Linked DNA regions of Sus scrofa: region 1 is linked to region 2. The links are chromatin contacts, called in public Hi-C maps. All regions are on one chromosome and are shown on one strand. The core of a region is the stretch at or near the end of the contact, and the rest is flanking DNA. Distances in the headings are between cores, read along the strand shown. Region 1 overlaps LOC102158936 (a long non-coding RNA gene). Region 2 overlaps LIPC (lipase, hepatic).

Region 1 (2,700 bases), core at 59-2,558, 160 kb after region 2:
CTCTTGCTTTCAGAATCTAAAGGCTTTGTCATGTTCTTCAAGTCCAAACCCTGGTAGCAGACAAGAAGGCCTAAGGCTTATTATGCGTAGCTAAGAAATCTCTGTCTCTTTCTCTCTCTCTCTCTCTCTCTCTCACTCTCTCCCTCACACACACATCTACACACACACACACACACAAGAAAAAAAAACTCGGGACTTTGAATTTGGACTGGAGTGTCACAGGATGAGATAAATGACTGGAGTCACTTAGTTAATCAATGGCTGCAAAGACCTGTGAGCTATTCCTGCTACTAAATTCTTTGAGGATAGTTGTTTCTGCATCCTCCCACTTTGGTTACTTCAGTTTCCTTTCCAGTCATCTTGTGAGCTTATCTTCCTGTACCTTCTCTTTCTGCCTCAACCAACTAGTTTTTTTCTGTTGTTTGCTAATGAAACATCTTAATGTGACACCATATGACACAATATTTAGGGGTCACAGGCCACCAAGCTTTCTTAGAGTAAGCGATGTCAGTAACAACAGTCAAACTGGCTTCACTCCACAGCTGGACTTAGAGTGTCAAGCAGACAAGACTATCCTCATTCCTGCTTGTGTTCAGAACCACAGCAGAGATTATCTGACAAAGCAGAATTGAACCCTACTCCACTACCCCATTTTGATTTCTTTTTCAAGCCTGAAATAGGAATGAGATTCTGCCCAAGAAACTTCTCAGAATCAGAAAGAATTATATTGATACAGCCATTAATTCCCTCCAGCCACCCTAAACAGGGAAGAGAGACTGAACTCATTAGGTAAAATTGTTCATACTTTCCTGTATTTTCCGTTACCTTTTTAAATTTTAAAGTAATTTAAAATTATGAGGTATTTCATTATATAGAAAATAATATAATAAAATCTATGTACCAATGTACTATACATGATTAGGTTCAGAAGTTTGTAACCAAAAAATGAAAAATAGTGGCTCAGTGAAAACAAACCCAACTAGTATCCATGAGGACACAGTTCAATCCCTGGCCTTGCTCAGTGGGTTAAGGACCCAGTGTTGCTGTGACCTGTGGTGTAGGTCGTGGCCATGGCTTGGCTCTGGCATTGCTGTGGCTATAGCAAAGGCCAACAGCTGCAGCTCCAATTCAACCCCTAGCCTGGGAACTTCCATATACCATGGGTGTGGCCCTAGAAAGACAAAAAAAAAAAAAAAAAAAAAAAAAAAATTAACTTTTCTGCTGTAAGAAGTTTGGAGGCAGACAGTCCAAAGCTGATATGGTATCTTAGGCCTGCAAAGATCAGATTTCTCTCTTGCTTCTCCTCTACCCTTAGCACTACCTTAAGTCATTTTGAACCTCATGATCTGAAGACTGCTTCCATTGTCATCTTTTCTATTCCAAGCCAAAAGAAGACAGAAAAAGGTCTTCTCCGTACACAGAACCTTGTAATTTTTGTTGAATTAAGAAGCCCTTCTCTGGGACGTTTACCCTTCTCTCTTTGGCCAGAACAATGTCATATGGCCATTCCAGGCTATAAGAAACTTTGGAAAGGTAACATTACCAATCTTATCAAAATTGAGGTTTCATTAATAAGAAAGAAAAAGAGAATGGACTTTGGGTAAGTGATCCATCAATGTCTGCTTCTGCCTACTGCCAGAATTTAACCCGTGTTGGAATTTTATAAATTTGCTTCATATTTTTTGTTTTCTTTTAAAGATATGAACATTACAAATAAAGCTAAAGACCCATCTCCATCTCTTTTTTTTCTCTTCCATCTCACAGTTAACAACCATTAGCCTTAAGCTGATGTGTATAACTCCCAGAGAGATTTCTATACTTTTACCACTTATAAAGAGGTTTGGTTTATGATAACAGCTAGGTAATTCAAGCCCTTTCTCATCAATGTAAATGCTATCTAAAATATATATGTATATAAAACATATTTTTAAATTTAGTAAAAATGTTACAGTAGTGAAAAGATTGTAAGGAACTAACAGACTGAAATTTAAGGAAAAGGAGGAACTGGGGAGTTCAGTTGAACACAAGCTGCCCTCAGCATGAGGTGACACTTACTGGAGCTCTGGTGCTGGGTTCAGGGTGGATTTACTTCCGGTTTATTTTTCTCTGAGGGTGTCATCTTTTGAAAGCAGCCTGATAAGGAAGGGGGGTTTCTGTTAGATTCCTAGGCTCAGGGTGAGCCCAGGGTCATCGCTTCTTTTTTCTCCCTCCATGAAGCTGCCAAACTGAAGTCCAAGTTTGCCTAGATCAACCAAAACCCTCAGGGCAAAAGTGGTTTCAAGGCTCAGGTGTTCTTTTTGCACAGATGGGATATCTATCACGAAGGCAAGGATGAATTAACACTAGAAGAGCTACTAATATTTGCAGTGTCTTAGGCAACTAAACTTGTGATATCCTTCTTTCTACCTTCTTTGAAATTTACTGTTTTCTTGGTGTCATTTCTTTAATTTCTAATTCATCGATTTTTTTCTTTATGATGTAGTTAAATCATGAATTTCTTCTCTATAAGTACTGCTTATCTATATCCCCAAACCTTTGATATACAGTATTTTATTGTGATTTTTTTTCTAAAACACTTCTAGTTTCTTTGACCTACAAATTCCATATAAATGTATATATATGTTTAGAAACATATATAGGAATGATAGAGTATATTCACAGAAGTGAATAGTTATAAAAGGATAGCTGTATAAATGTTCA
Region 2 (2,700 bases), core at 2-2,501:
TTCCCGCTGTCTTCTAGTCATAAGAGAGGCCTGCCCTTCCCTCAGCTACAGATGCTCCTGATCAGAAAAAGCATATACTTATATATTCCTTGTGCTCCAGTAGCATATAATTTAAGATGAACAACATGGCACGTACACAGAGAGATTTGTAGAAAATCCCCAAAGAGCCAGCATTAGTGGCAGGATGAAGACGTGGGCTTTGGTCCAGGAGGGAGAGGAAAAGGAATTGTGTGAGTCACAGAGGCTGCTAGATATTTAAGTACAAGATCAAAATCCCCACCTTGTATGCAGTTCGGTCGAGTTTATGTAGAGAAAATGACCAAACTGGAGTTTTAGTCCTTTTGAGGGCCAAATACAATGACCTGGCTGGTTTGGCAAGTAAAGATAACAACAGTGAAGGTGACTGATCACAAAATAACACAGCATTAGTTAAAGAAAGTCTTTATGGAGAAGACAGCTTTGGCAGTGTCATTCATCACAGTAGGGAGGGAGTGGTCCAGTCCGCTGAGGGAGCTAATCCAGGTGTGTGGGGTAGAGAGAAATCAAGTGGTATATTATTAACTTGGTGCCTTGTAGGTGTTCCGGCTTTGCATGGGTAAACTCAAGGAAGGATCAGAATCTGCTATGCTCTGCAGCCCAGGGCTGTTCAGCCCACCTGGTGGTGAGCCCCTGGGCTGCTCATCTGATAGGATTCAGATGCTGAGAAAGGAGGCACCAGGCCCAGGTGTCATCTCTGCTGGAGACCAGTTTCCACCTAGCTTTGTGCCCTTGCATATGCCACTCGAAGGCCTTAGTTTCCATTTCCTTATTTGTAAAATAAATGAGTTGGACTGAATGTTCTCCAGGATCCACTCTAATTTTCCAATTCTGTGAATCAGCTGTACTTTTGAAAATGTATACTTCTTACAGTTGGGAAAACTGCAATGGTAAAGTCCTAAAAAGACAGAGGATCTCTTAGGGTTTTTTCGGCTTCTTTTTGTTGTTTCCAATTTGTTCTGCTTCTGTGAGTTTGGAGGGGAAAACTTTGCAAACTAGTACTTGGGGGAGAAAAGAGAAAGAAGACATCTGCTTAAGGCGAAGGGGTAGGGGCAGGTCCCCTGCATAGATAGCACTACTTCAGGCCCTTAGGGGGTTGGGGGTGGGGGCACCGGGAGGCAGCCCAGATGTTCCTACAGTCCTCCCAGGAGAGGGGGCTCAGCCCTAGGCTGCATTACAGTACACCCTCTCTCAACACTGCCCTCTGGGGGCCTCCGGGCTGCATCAGGCCAGATGTGTCCTCTCTCACTACCGCTTCCGGTTTATCTCAGTTCTCAGGGCTGTCTGCTTTTTGCCCTTCATACCCAGAAAACCTTATTTTTTTTTCATGATTATCAAAGTGCCACACACCACTTCAGAATAATAGGAAGGTACCGGAAAATGTTCAGAAGCATGAAAACAAAATCAGCTATAATCCTGTCACCCAGAGCTCTTTGCATTTCAGAGGATTTTCTTCTAATGTATTTTTCTCCCTCTTAACACAAGCGCACACATTTTGTAGCCTGTTTTTTTGTTTGGTTTTGTTTTGTTTTTTTCTACTCAACCACATGGTGTGTTTCTGTGTCATTAAATATACCTGGGCCCACTTTGTCTCCCACTGCTTCCCAGGGCTGACCCTCTGCTCTTGGTGGTCCTGACCAAGTCAGGGCACTCCAGCCTTCACCCTTTCACCCATGCTGTTTACCTGCCTGAAGTGCAGCTACTCTCCATTCATTTTCAGTCCCATGGTTCTTTAGGGTGCATGTCCTCCATGAAGCCTTCCAGGACACCCTGGAGGGCTCTCCTGATTGTCCCTCCATCCTTGATACCTTCCCCAGGCTCTGGACTCTGCCTCTGGTCCTTTACGTGGGCGACTCTGGACAGTTAAGTCCCTCTTTATGTTGATGTGCCTCAGGCACTGGTGTGATGGGAAATATCTAATCATATGTATATATATGATTTATCATACATTTTATTAATGTCAAGGATACATATTATGCAATTTAAAAATAATATAAAACATCCAATACCCTTTATTGTAAACTCTGTGTAGATAATTGATTGTCACAGAATGGTCTTGCTGATTTTCGATGAACTTTTGTATCGCTAGCCAACCCATGGTTGCAAATGATGAATATGGATAGTTCTAATATGAATGTTAATTGATATTTTCATTTACATGGAGTAAGAAAAAACTGAAAAAATTGAAGATCTGTTTGGGAACCTCAGTCATTTAACAATGACATACACCACTTCTTTGGTGTGTCAGATTATTGTTGTAGAATCCTGGAAGAGGAGTTCCCATTGTGGTTCAGCAGGTTACAAACCCAGCTAGTATCCATGAGGATGTGGGTTCAATCTCTGGTCTTGTTTCGTGGGTTAAGGATCCAGCATTACTGCAAGCTGTGGTGTAGGTTGCAGGTGCAGCTCAGATCCCGAATTGCTGTGGCTGTGGTATAGGCCAGTAGCTGCAGCTCTGATCTGACCCCTAGCCTGGGAACTTCCATATGCTGCAGGTACTGTCCTGAAAAGGGGGAAAAAAAAAGGAATCCTGGAAGAATATTTCCTCAAATTTTTTGTGCTATTTATGTTTGGAACAACTATAGACCCAATACACTTTTACATTTAATCTTTTTTTTTTTTTTGTCTTTTTAGGGCTGCACCCTTGGCATATGGAAATTCCCA

The links. Hi-C and Micro-C count contacts between places; a contact is called where the count stands out from the background.
Region 1: a contact with region 2 is called in a Hi-C map of fetal liver, with 1.7 times the contacts expected there. The contact joins two enhancer-like sites. A contact is called at or near these places in 1 of 47 Hi-C or Micro-C datasets (fetal liver) and 1 of 2 datasets of contacts at active chromatin or transcription factors (skeletal muscle).

What each region holds. Positions count from the first base shown.
Region 1 is chr1:113,716,988-113,719,687 of Sscrofa11.1, forward strand. All of the region lies in intron 10 of LOC102158936 (a long non-coding RNA gene), which reads left to right. Among named protein-coding and RNA genes, the nearest start is that of AQP9, 130 kb to the right of the region's middle. Within about 2 kb of position 1,309, at least 1 of the 83 cell types and tissues checked has an H3K27ac peak or open chromatin away from gene starts, as enhancers often do. A contact at or near this core is called in fetal liver, where this site is marked.
Region 2 is chr1:113,557,945-113,560,644 of Sscrofa11.1, forward strand. All of the region lies in intron 1 of LIPC (lipase, hepatic), which reads right to left. All of the region lies in intron 3 of LOC102158936 (a long non-coding RNA gene), which reads left to right. Among named protein-coding and RNA genes, the nearest start is that of LIPC, 24 kb to the right of the region's middle. Within about 2 kb of position 1,252, at least 19 of the 83 cell types and tissues checked have an H3K27ac peak or open chromatin away from gene starts, as enhancers often do. A contact at or near this core is called in fetal liver, where this site is marked.